Linked DNA regions of Xenopus laevis: region 1 is linked to region 2. The links are chromatin contacts, called in public Hi-C maps. All regions are on one chromosome and are shown on one strand. The core of a region is the stretch at or near the end of the contact, and the rest is flanking DNA. Distances in the headings are between cores, read along the strand shown.

Region 1 (6,089 bases), core at 1,664-4,163, 98 kb after region 2:
TTTATCAACGTGTGAATTTATAACTCACCACAATAAAACTCGCTCATTTTCTATTTATTCATATGTGATTTTTAAAAGCATATTTATCAAATGGTGAAGTCCATTGATAAATATGATTCTAAGGGCTCTTACAGACGAACGTTTTTAGCTGCGCTCCCCTGCGTTCCGGTTTCATGCGTTCACCTGCAGGGGAGCACAGGAGTAGACGCACTAAATTCTTTTCAATGGGGTTGTACTCACACAGACGCATGAAAGCGCAGAACGCAGGTTGGGACGCAGCATGTTGCATTTTTTCTGCGTTTGCCACTTACATGCGTCTGTGTTCAAAAGAATTCAGTGTGTCTACTCCTGCGGCTGAACGCATGAAACCGGAATGCAGGGGAGCGCCGCTAAAAATGCTTGTCTGTAAGAGCCCTAAAACTCCCATAGGAATGACTAGAACATGGGTGAGTTTTTGGGTGGTAAACGCTAATCTCACATTTTGATAAATCTGCCCCATTAACAATAACAACTGACTGCAGGGAATTCAGGGTGAAACACCTGCGACTAAGGACCCTAAAGTTAGAGTGGAAGGCAGTTTTTCTCCCCTAATGTATTTACTCATCGTGTGACAACAAGCCTGTGTGGGGGAATTTGCAAAAGTGGAGTGAACTAAGATTAGGCTAAGAAATATTAACCTAGAGTTTAAAAAGTTATTCATAAAAGCCTTTATCTTTTTCATGAATATGATGTTATTGTACACTTCAGGAATGCCACTTTAATCATTTTGGAGTTCTACATTTCTCCATACTAAATCTAGAGTTAATGTTAAGCCAATATATATGTACGCATTTGGGAGTTATTAATGCCATTGTGCTGGAGTTAATAACATCAAATTCAGGAAGATGGAGTTGAACTGTCAAAGTCATTTTACTCCAACTTTTTTGATGTAAAAACATTTTGCCATTGGGTGGATTAAAAAGAAGAGGCGTTCAGGCAATTGTCAATTTGCCATTTGATTCTTTTACGGTGTGAACTAATATTTAAATTTTTATATTTCATTATAATGCCAATTTTGTGAATGCCCACCCTAGTGTAGGTACTGGTACGTGATTCAAAGATACATTACACGTGGGCAAAACGCTATGACGAGTGCGGAAGCAGAACAAGGACATGAGCAGTAGGGATTGAGTAACGCTGAAGATATCTCAGTATAGACTGCGGGGAACCTTTTGATTTTAATTGCAATTTTAAAGTGGAACATTGTAAGTGCAATACTTTCCTTTATTAAAGGCACATGCTATTCTTTATTGTCCAAAGGAGGATTTTTGGAAGTAACCATAGAGATTTGATGATTAAAACAAAACCTATTTGTCTGTGAGTATAATCAACTACCAGAAATAATTTTGGCGTGTGGGTATTTATAGGGTTGCCACCTTTTTTGGAAAAAAATATCGGCCTTCCTATATTCATGCCGTTGTTTTCTATTGATAAAATTGGCAGCATGCATTATTTTTAAGGGCCAGGCCGGTAAAATACCGGCCGGGGGGCAACCCTAGGTATTAACCATACTCGATGAAGAGCCTTCCCTTCTTTAAAACACGTTTAGGTACTGGTACGAGGTTCAGAGATACATTACACACAGCCAGAACATCAGATTAACATCACAGCACTTTCACCAAACTAGAGTAAGCATTCTGTCAAAAATCCCATTTCAATGTACTCCACCGTTGTGTATTGTAGTCGCTATGCTGCTAGCCATTCTACTTTTGCATTTGGTTGATAATAACAACAAGAGGGCTGCATACTGGACACCACTGCAAGTTTTACCAGTTGTCTCTGTAAAATGCTATCACATTACTTGCCTGCATAAATATATTTACAGTGTTATGGGGTTTTCTAGTGTTGTATGGGTTACCAAATAGTGATAATACTACGCATAAACCCGTGGCTGTGGCATTAGTGATGGTGCCCATAGACTAGGACCAGTGTTGGACTGACCCACTGGGATACCAGGAAAACTCCCGTTGGGCCCAGGTGTCAGAGGGCCCTCATGCTGCTAAACATTCGGCTTGATTCATGGTAATTCCCTATTTCTATAAAAACAAAGAGGCTAAATTAGGGTTGCCGCGTTTTCTGGGAAAAAATACCGGCCTTCCTATCTATTTATCTTGTTTCCCTATTAATAACATTGGGATCAGCCATTATTTTTACCGGCCAGGCCGGTAAAATACCAGCCAGGCGGCAACCCTAGGTTAAATAGGTGGAATAATAGATTATAGTATGTAAAGAAAAGAGACTAGGAGAATAGATGTTGAATGAGGAGAGGAAAATAATAATAATACTGAGATTATGCCCCTAGTCTAAGGTTTTTGGGTGGGCCCCTGGTCTAAGGTTTTTGGGTGGGCCCCTGGTGTCCCAGTCCGACACTGACTAGGACTAATAAAGAGAAATACTAGAGTAATATTACACAATGTACATTGGCATAATGAGGGTGCAGTGACATTACCAGGGCTTTCCCTGTAAGGTTGTGGCCTTCTCTGGAATAAAAAAGCAGCTTTCCTTTATTTTTTTGTTTCTCTCTCATAATATCAAGTATGAAGTTTACAGACTGGTAGACAAGCCTAGCCTAGGAAAAACATGATTTTAGTCAGGATGTCCCTGGGCTTGGAGTTATAGCATTGGAAAAGGTCAGCCTTAGCAAGGAACAGTAATATTCAGGGTGCCTGGGAATTGCTGAGGGATCCCCTGGCCTAGGAATGAGAAATAACATTGGTGACTAGTGCGTCCCTAGCCTTGGAATTATGCGGATCCAGCCCACAGTTTGTGGCTGGCTGGGCGCAGAGGCGGGAGTGGCAGCCATTAGAAGGAACAGCCAGTTGTTTAAAAATCCTTCTAGAACGGTTTCAAATCCCCCCTCCTCCCCCCAGCTCAGAGAGAAAGGAGGAGGGGGAGGAAGCCGCTCTCCCTCTGCTCTGCTCTCAGCCCAGCCTGCTTAGGAGGAGGGAGCACGGGAGAAGGTTGGGGGTGTGGAAGGAACTGCCTATCATGTTGGTTGCCATGGGGAGAGGGTGGGGCTGGGAGCCGACCGGGCCTATCAGGGGCGGGCGCTGCTGGTGTCGCCATGGTGACGGGGTTGTTCCTGGTGGAAGGCTGTGATCGGTTGACAGGTGTGTGTGACAATCGGAGCTTTCTGCAAGCATGTACGCCAAAGGCAAGAGTAACAGCGTACCGTCCGACAGCCAGGCCAGGGAGAAGTAAGTGGCACTCAGACCCCTGTGGGGCCGCGGGGCATGGAGGCAGCGGGAGGTGCAGTTGGGGCACTGGGGGCAGACAGACATGGGGCTGAGAACTTCCTGCCTCCTCTTGGTGTAACAAGGAACGGGGACTGTGTGAAAGTAACTTTGCTGGCAGTGGGGTGAGTAGCTGCTGGGGGAGGCTGGGGCCCCATATCTCTCTGTTGTACAGCAAGGACACTGGGGAGCTGCTGAACTACAACTTGCATCCTCCTTGCACAGTCACAGGGAGCTGCTGGGGTGTACTGTCTGTGCCCATTGACTTTGTGCTTGAACAACAGCTGGAGCTCTTCTATCTGATCATCCCTGAGTGAAGTGGAGGCTTCTGGCTGTGACCCATGTCATTACATAAGTGCTACTTTACTGCACACATATCCCACCTATATCCCACCTATATCCCATCTATGGCCCATCTATGGCCCTCCAGCTTTTGTGCAATTAATGGCTACCAGCATACCTTCAATTGCCTGGGCATTGCTGAGAGTTGTAGTTTAACAGAGGCTGTTGGGGGGGGGGGCAGGTTGCACATGCCTCCTCTGCATGTTGTTGTATACAGCATCACTTGTAAATAGCTGCCTATCCTTCCAGGGTGTATAACCTGCTGTCCTCCAGCTCTTGTTTATCAACAACTCCCGGCATCCCTCGGCCATGTGAGGGATATGTTGGAAGTTCTATTTCAGAAGGTGTTTTGTATGGCAGGACACACATGTTGTGCTGTAGGTTGCAAACTCTGGGGTCCCTGGGCCTTCCCTGTCAGTGTGTATACATGCACCTCTGCTTTTGTTGTCTCTGTTGTATGTGCTGCAGTGTGTAGTATGCTTGGCACTTGCAACCTGCCTTGCTCAATTAGATTGCATGCCCTTTGGAACACTTTCTGCTATTTGTGTCAGTTGCATTACCATTGTTTGTTTCCCTCTGCCGCAGGGACCTATTACTGATCCAAGATATATCTGGGGCTGATTTGTGTGAATAGTATGTATTATTATCATTCATTACATAGTAAAAAACACATTTACCCAGCAATTGGTCCTTAGAGCTTACAGTCTAGTCCCTAGACATGGGCATTATTGTCGGTATCATAAAGAGCCATCTCTTGAGAACTAGTTGCAGGCTGGACTCCAGCAGGACTCCCAGCCACCTTGTGCACAGTCCAAGTGATGACTGGAAGTTTCAGTGGGTGCTCCTGCTAGTCCTGTTTTTTACAAGTGTTCCGTATGCTGAATGGAAAGGTGAGGGCATATGTACCATGGGGACATTATCGGGGGGACAGCAAACAATGGCTCGCTCTGTTTTTTATCAGCTCTGTCATCTCCTCCTGTGCTGCTGGAGTTAGTGTGGAACATGCCGAGCTCTACTTTGTGCCACGGGTCGTGTGTGTGTGAGCTCCTTGGAGGGAAAGTGCATGAGGAACAGGCAGGGGACAAGACTCTGCAGAAAGCATACATGCAATGGTGAGGGATAAATTGCCTGTTCTTATTTGTATCATAGACGGGAGGCAGTTGTGTCAGCTAGCAAAGTTCAACTTACCTGTCACTATTCCTTTCTTATTATAGCGAGGTTCATGTCCAGGCACAAGTGATTGTAGGTAGGAGCGTCTGTGTAGGACAGGTATAGACAACTCCTCGACATACTGTTCAACTACAACTTCCAGCATTTTAAACTGTGGGTTGTAGTTGAGCATCATCTAGAGAAGGGCTGCCCAACTGGCAGCCCATGTGAAAGTCTTCCTGCTGTGTCTGCTTACCATGTGTAAACTTTATCACTGCAGAGATTAACTGGCCCCTGCGTTGTTTAAACCTCCTATTCAGACTGTAGTCCCCTGTATTGTTCACACATGTAATCCCCCCTATATTGTTCACACTTGTAACACCTCTATTGTTCACACCCCTAAATCCTTGTACTTTTCACACCTGGTACCTAGACTGAGACTGCCCACATTGTTTACCTGTTTACTCTTCATACAAACTGCTGAAGGGGCACCAGCACTGTGTCACTGTATGTAGCACATCTTAAAGTGGTCCTGATAGGTTTCCCTGTCTTCTGCTCTATTCTGCCTTCCCTATGCTCCCTGTGTGTGCCATATTCTGCCTGCCCTATACTCCCTGTTTGTGCCATATTCTGCCTGCCCTATACTCCCTGTTTGTGCCATACTCTGCTTCCCTATGCTCCCTGTGTACCATACTCTGCCTTCCCTATGCTCCCTGTGTGTGCCATACTTTGCCTGCCCTGGACTGCCTGTGTGTGCAATACCCTGCCTACCCCATGCTCCCTGTTTGTGCCATACTCTGCCTGCCCTATGCTCCCTGTGTGTGCCATACTCTGCCTGCACTACACTCCCTGTGTGTGCCATACTCTGCCTGCCTTATGCTTCCTGTGTACCATACTCTGCCTGCCCTGTACTGCCTGTGTGTGCAATACTCTGCCTACCCCATGCTCCCTGTGTGTGCCATACTCTACCTGTCCTAAGCTCCCTGTGTGTGCCATACTCTGCCTGCCCTACACTCCCTGTGTGTGCCAAAAAAAAGATTGATGAGTGATATCCCTGCAGTTAGCACCAACGATTTGGTTCTTTTGGTGTGCTATCACTTAATTGTTAATGTCGGTATGGTCTTGTGGTAACATGGGTGTGGTTTAAAGTGGGTGTGGTTTAAAAACAGGGAGTGGTCAACACTGGCTTCCATTATTGGCCCTCTACCATGTAGGCCACAAAAATTCCAGCGCTTTGTATCACAGAAGTTGGACAGCACTGTTCTAGAGTACTGACTTGTGGTATAGACATTTTAATGTGGGCCTTTTGTGTATTTCAGTAATGGG
Region 2 (6,486 bases), core at 751-3,250:
TTAATTTTGGATTGTCTACCAGAAATAAATGTTGAAGTGTAAACTTACTTTTTTCACCTTAACAGTTAAAGTCTGATTTAAGCTCTGGGGGGGTCGCAGACCCTTTAACAGTTCTAAATTGATATATTTAGTTGCTTCTTTTGTTATCTTTGTCCCTGCTGAGCTGAATCCCTGAGTTTCATTAAAGGCAGCTGTTAGAATTGATACAATAGTTGCTAATATTCCACAGATACTGCTGAGAAATGTATCAACTAAATGTAGCAAATTGTAACTGTTCAGCTGCTCCTGGATCACTGAGCTGCCAGACTGAAACACTAGAGAGAGGAGCATTAAACTTAAATTCTGGGAAAAAGATAAAAGATGGAAAGCAACTGAAAAAAGTCTTTGTTTATGGTGAAAAATCTGAAGACAAGTGAACTGAAAAAAGTGTTTGGAAGGTGAAAGTCACTTGCATCCCTCACTGAAATTAGGGTCGCTATCTTTTCTGGAATAAAAAAATCAGCCTTCCTATATTTTTATCTTTTTTCCCTATGTAAAACATTGGCATAAAGCATCATTATTACCGTCCAGGCCGGCAAAATACAGGCCAGGTGGCAATGCTAACAGGAATGTTACATTTGGGTAAGTGTAGCCCATAAGAGACTTGTAGCTGGCACTAACCATTATAATTAAAATGATTTCAGCCAAGGTTTCCTTAAAATAATCAAAGAAATGTAAAATCCTGTGAGGCTGCAAAGCCCATAAACCTGTCTCTATAAGGGTGGTTAATTTTTCCAAAAATGGTGGCATCATTAGTGGTGGCACACGCTGCTACTTGGGGAGATTAGTCACCCAGCGGCAAATTGCCTCTTCTTCAGGCGCCTAATCTCCCCGAAATGCCTTCCTGCCGGCTAGAATGTAAATCGCCGGTGGGATGACACTCAGATCGCTTTGTTTTTCCAATAGTTGCCCTTAGTTGCAGTACCTCACAAGGAAACTTGGGGCAATTTTGGAAAGCCGAAACGATCCGGGAAGGCATTTCGGGATTAGTTGCCCCAAAGAAGAGGTGTTTTGTCGCTGGGCGACTAATCTCCCCAAGTAGCAGCTTGTGCCACCACCCTAAATAAGCATTAGGTTTGCGTATCATTAACCCTTGTAGAGTTAGGGTTACACTGGGCAATTTGGGGAGAATTAGTCACCTGGCGACTAATCGCCTCGTCTTTGCGGTGATCAATCTCCCAGAACACCTTACCTCTGTCTTGCGCTGGCTATAATGAAAAGTCGCCTGCGGCATGGCACATGCGTCATTTCATATTCCCGAAGTTCCATTGGGAGGAAACGGGGCGACTTCGGAATAAGAAGCACGACGTGTGCCATGCCGCAGTCGATTTTTCATTTTAGCCGGCGCAAGACAGAGGTGAGGCATTCGGGAGATTGATCGCCACAAAGACAAGGTGATTAGTCGCCAGGCGACAAAATCTCCCCGAATCGCCCAGTGTGACCTTACCCTAAAATATATTCCTTGCAAACTATAATCACACTTTAATTGTGACTGTTTCTCTGGGTTCCAGAATAAGGTTAATAATGGGTCACAGGCTGGGAGTCAGTAATGTACATCACCAAATATAACAAGTGTTACACACACACACCCATGTGTCATTTGTTATCAGCATTTTCATAACAAAGAGCCCTATGATACTGTGGGGGGACCAGTGCCTTTTCTGCCCTGTCCTAAAACTGCCCCTGGAAGGGGGTAGATAAGTAACCCCACAGGGCAGAGGGTCTACAGCCCAGTGAGCTGGTGAGGCTGCAGTGTAAGCCTGTGTATGAGAGACAGCAGCACTTCCGGGATAAGCTGCGCTCCCAGGGGCTGCGGAGGGAGGGGTAACACTCACAGAACAGCAAATGCTATTCAGCCCTGGCAGTTTCAAGGCGCCCTTGCTGGGGAATTACTGTATAGTCTGTAGCTACGGCTCTGTACCACCAGCGCTGGATCTGTGTGCGAGCAGGAGGGGAGGGGAAGCCTTAAAGTAACTCTGCTGCAACCTACACACACACAGAACCGGGGAGGCAGCCCGTCCTGCACACCCTCTATTCATATACTGCAGCAGCCAAGGGCCAAATACTCTGTGTCCGGCCTCCTCTAATAGCTGTGCTTGTCAAAGCATGCTGGGAATTGTAGTGCAACTACATCTACCTCTGTGCAAAGAAACGATTGAAATGATATAGTCGAATAATTGTATCCTTGTCCCGTTTATCTGAGGCTGTTCCCTGCCATGCCAAATAAAATAGGGCCTTTTTGTTAATAATATAAGGGAAAGCAGCAGGTTGGTGATAGAATGCTGCAGCTCTTCTGGCTGAAGGCTATACGTGCATTCTGGGAGTTGTAGTGTTACCAGAGTGTAGGGGAGAAATAATGAAACGCTATGTGACATTCCCACACTATTCAAATGGCCATTAAAGGTGGGGTTGCCACCTGGCCGGTAAAAATGATGGTTGATATCAATTTTATTAATAGGGAAAAAAGATCAATATATAGCAAGGCCGGTATTTCTTTCCACAAAAGGTGGCAACCTTAATTAAAGGGTGGTTGACCTTTGAGGTAACGTTTAGTATGTTATAGAATGGTCAATTCTAAGCAACTTTCCAATTGGCTTTTATTATTTCGTTTTATAGTTATTTGCCTTTTTACGTCTGACTCTTTGCAGCTTTCAAATGGGCGTCGCTGACTCCCTTCTAAAAAAAAACATGCGCTGTAAAGCTGGCCATAGACGCAAAGATCCTATCGTACAAATAGAGGATACGATTTTCGGGTAGCGACATTTTTGCGTCCGGCGGAGATCGGTCGTTTGGTCGATCGGACAGGTTTGATTTTGTCCCGACCATCCCGCCGGAGCCCATTGTGCTCTCATTATAATCCGATCGTTCAGCCATAGGGCCAACCGTTCAGATTACCCCCGATATAGCCATGTCCGTTAGTGGCATATCGGGGAAAGATCGGCTTGTTTAGCGATGTCGCCAAACGAGCGGATCTTTGCGTCTATGGCCACCTTTAGGCTACAAATGTATTGTTATTGCTACTTTTTGCTAACTATTAATCGTCTTTCTATTCAGGCCCATTCGTATTCATAGTCTCTTATTCAAATCGATGTACGGTTGCTAGGGTAATTTGGACCCTAGTTTCCGGATTTCAAAAAAAGCTCAATAACTCAAAAAAATTGCAAATTGTCTCAGAATATCACTCTCTACGTCATACTAAAAGTTATCTCAAAGGTGAACAACCCCGTTAACCCCACAGCAAATGTGAAATGATACAGTGCTACGCAATATGTTGGTGCTATATAAATACATGTCAATAATAATAATAATAGTGCCTTTCTTTTTAAGATATCCCCCCCCCCATTTATCCTGATGCTAAAGAGAGCGCATGCCAAGAGAAGGACTGGAATATGTGGCTGGTGCCGTGTGACTGCTACTCCATCCCATTCCACTGACAGGGCCCTGCCTGCTCACACACCAGCCAGTCAGCATCTTGTTTACAACACTAAATAAAAAAATATCTATAATACGGTGCCCATATCCCATACCCTGCTCTGCTTCTGGACAATGACCAATAGGATACGCCCAACACTACACTCGGGAAGTGCAGAGGATATAGAGGACCATTTGCAAGGCCTTCCTGGTGAAAGCCCACGTGTCATTCATACCTTAAAGCGATTGTTCACTTTTAAAGGAGAACTAAACCCTAAAAATGAATATGGCTAAAAATGCCATGTTTTATATACTGAACTTATTGCACCAGCCTAAAATTTCAGCTTGTCAATAGCAGCAATGATCCAGGACTTCAAACTTGTCACAGGGGGTCACCATCTTGGAAAGTGTCTGTGACAGTCACATTCTCAGTGGGCTCTGAGCAGCTGTTGAGAAGCTAAGCTTAGGGGTCGTCACGAATTATCAAGCACAAAATGAGGTTGGACTGTAATATAAGCTGATGCTACAGGGCTGATTATTAAATTCTGATGCTAGTTGCACTGGTTTCTGTGCTGCCATGTAGTAATTATCTGTATTAATTAATAATCAGCCTTATATTGTGACATTTGTATTCTATGTGTTCTGTATATTGTGAGTGGGTCCCTAAGTTCAGTAAGTGACAGCAGCACAGAGCATGTGCAGTGAATCAGCAGAAAAGAAGATAAGGAGCTACTGGGGCATCTTTGGAGACACAGATCTTTACTGCTAAATGGCTGTGGTTGCCTTGGGCTGGTACAGAAGCACAAAACTAAACTACTTCTTTAGTTTTACATACCTAGTCCTTTAAATTTACTTTTAGTATGATGCAGAGTGTGATATTCTTAGACAATTTGCAATTGATTTAAATTATTCATTATTTGTGGTTTTTAAGTTATTTAGCTTTTTATTCAGCAGCTCTCCAGAAGTCTGAAAAATTGAGGTAAACAACTCAAAAGCTATAAAATATAAACAATGAAGACATATTGCAAATTTGCTAGGAATAGGGCATTCTATAATATACTAAAAGTTACCTCAAAGGTGAACCACCCCTTTAAGCTGTCAAAGTCATTGCAGCCTGGTTTGAACTGTCAGATGGAGCCTCATGGCACATGAGATTTGGCAGTTGAAGAAATATGGATTAAATGAGTTAAAATGACTTTAGATAACACAGTTTCTTCAGTTAATCCTGAGTCACGACGCATTTAACACTCTAGATTTTGTATAGCTCCTCCAGGACATGGTATAGAAATGGTTAGGCTAATTTAGGTACATTATTATAATCATGAATAAACTGCTTGTCCAACAAGTGAATCTTTAATTAGGTCCCACAGCAGAACATTCCATAGAAACACTGCAAATCCCACCACCCCGTCGCCCTGTGGCTCCATTTTTCTTTTTAGTATATTTTCCAGATATCTATTTTTCTAACACCTTTGTATGTATCTAAAGATCTATTAGTCAGCTGGCATCAGTTACAATGGAGTCAGTTCAAACAGCGCAGAGAACAGCAAGGGGTAAGCAAATGCTGCTTTTTATTGCAATTTCTTTTATCAATTGCAATTAAATTTACAAATAGTTCTAAGACTACTGAAGCTGTTTAATTTATTAGTTGATGGATTATTAGACCAAATGCTGCAATTCCAGTGCTTGCTGCTGAATCACAATGTGGGCCTGGACTTATGCATCTATCATGGAAATGGACTGCGATGCAATGATCCTTCTAGTTGAATTGGAATCACCTGCATAAAGACAGGGTGCCTGGAAAAGTCGTTGATTTTACAATAACAAGCCAAAATAATCAAATCGTATATATAATTTGATTCAAATTGCCATGTTCATAAAACGGAAACCGCAAAACACTATACTTGTGTTAAAAAGGTAAAAAGGATTATGAAAAGAGTGAAATAATGTAATTACAGTTTCTGAGCAGGTGACTAACACAACAATGCAAAGTAACTTGGCCCCTTTTATTCCTTAATAGAGGCAACAAATATCTATAGAAAGTGCAGTGAGTATGTTTCCCACTGTTTCCCATTTTCATTAATACAGTTCACTAGATTTCTTGTTCTAGGTATAGTCCATGTGTCCTGTCACAAACTTACCAGCTGTCTCACACAACTTTTTTTTCACTAAACGTGTAATGCATAATATTTATTTTTTTTAATCAGATCCACATTTTTAATTGCTATGATCTTGTGTACTTTACAAAATATCCAAGTTTGCAGCACACACAGCAACTTTACAGGGTTTTTATCATTCGGGGCAGTCCTTGCCTCAGTGAAGCTTAAAATCTAATTGAGATATGTAGTAAAAATCATAAATAGAAAAGCAATTTGCACAAAAAAACAAAAAAATTAAATTTTGCAATGGGATGTTCTCCATTAGATTATTACATTTTTAATGTTATTTGCACATAAGAAGTATTACACACAATAACTCATTCATCTATGTAAAGTGTGCCGTCTGGACATAAATCATCATGTTTATTATTATTATTATTAACATGTATTTATATAGCGCCAACATATTACGTAGCACTGTAAAGTAAATGTGATTATACAACTAAATCACATGAATTATATACATAGAACATATGGAGTTACATACATCACAATCAATACTGGTACAAAAAGGTGAGGAAGGCCCTATGCATAGACATACACTCTAAAGGGAAGGGAGTAATACACAAGGTGTATTACCCATAATACCAAATAATTTTCCAGCATCATGGCTAGATAGCATTTGCAACAATCCTCAACCTATTTGTCAAGCCTAGCTCTGCAGGATTTTCATAGCAGGGCCGCCTTGTTAACAGAGTCACAATCGTATTGGCCATGTAGCTCCTTATACATTATGGTGGGACCAAGTTCCCAACATTCCTAAATGTAACGTAATAACATGGGATTTCATTGCTTATTTAGTAAACCAGAGACTGCCAGTCTATCCACTTAAGGGTAGAACTCGATGGTGCAGCTCGAGCCGATGAAACGCATGCGA

Evidence for each region. A called contact is a pair of places that touch in the nucleus more often than the background predicts.
Region 1: a contact with region 2 is called in a Hi-C map of the XL177 cell line, with 3 times the contacts expected there. The contact joins the promoter of ssbp2.S here to the enhancer-like site in region 2. A contact is called at or near these places in 2 of 4 Hi-C or Micro-C datasets (the XL177 cell line and the XTC cell line).

The regions. Positions count from the first base shown.
Region 1 is chr1S:169,981,050-169,987,138 of Xenopus_laevis_v10.1, forward strand. ssbp2.S (single-stranded DNA binding protein 2 S homeolog) reads left to right here and starts at 2,914. Exons shown (of 18, transcript NM_001086878.1): 1 at 2,914-3,236. The coding sequence starts at 3,181.
Region 2 is chr1S:169,884,066-169,890,551 of Xenopus_laevis_v10.1, forward strand. No RefSeq gene overlaps it. Among protein-coding and RNA genes, the nearest start is that of ssbp2.S, 97 kb to the right of the region's middle. Within about 2 kb of position 2,001, at least 6 of the 7 cell types and tissues checked have an H3K27ac peak or open chromatin away from gene starts, as enhancers often do.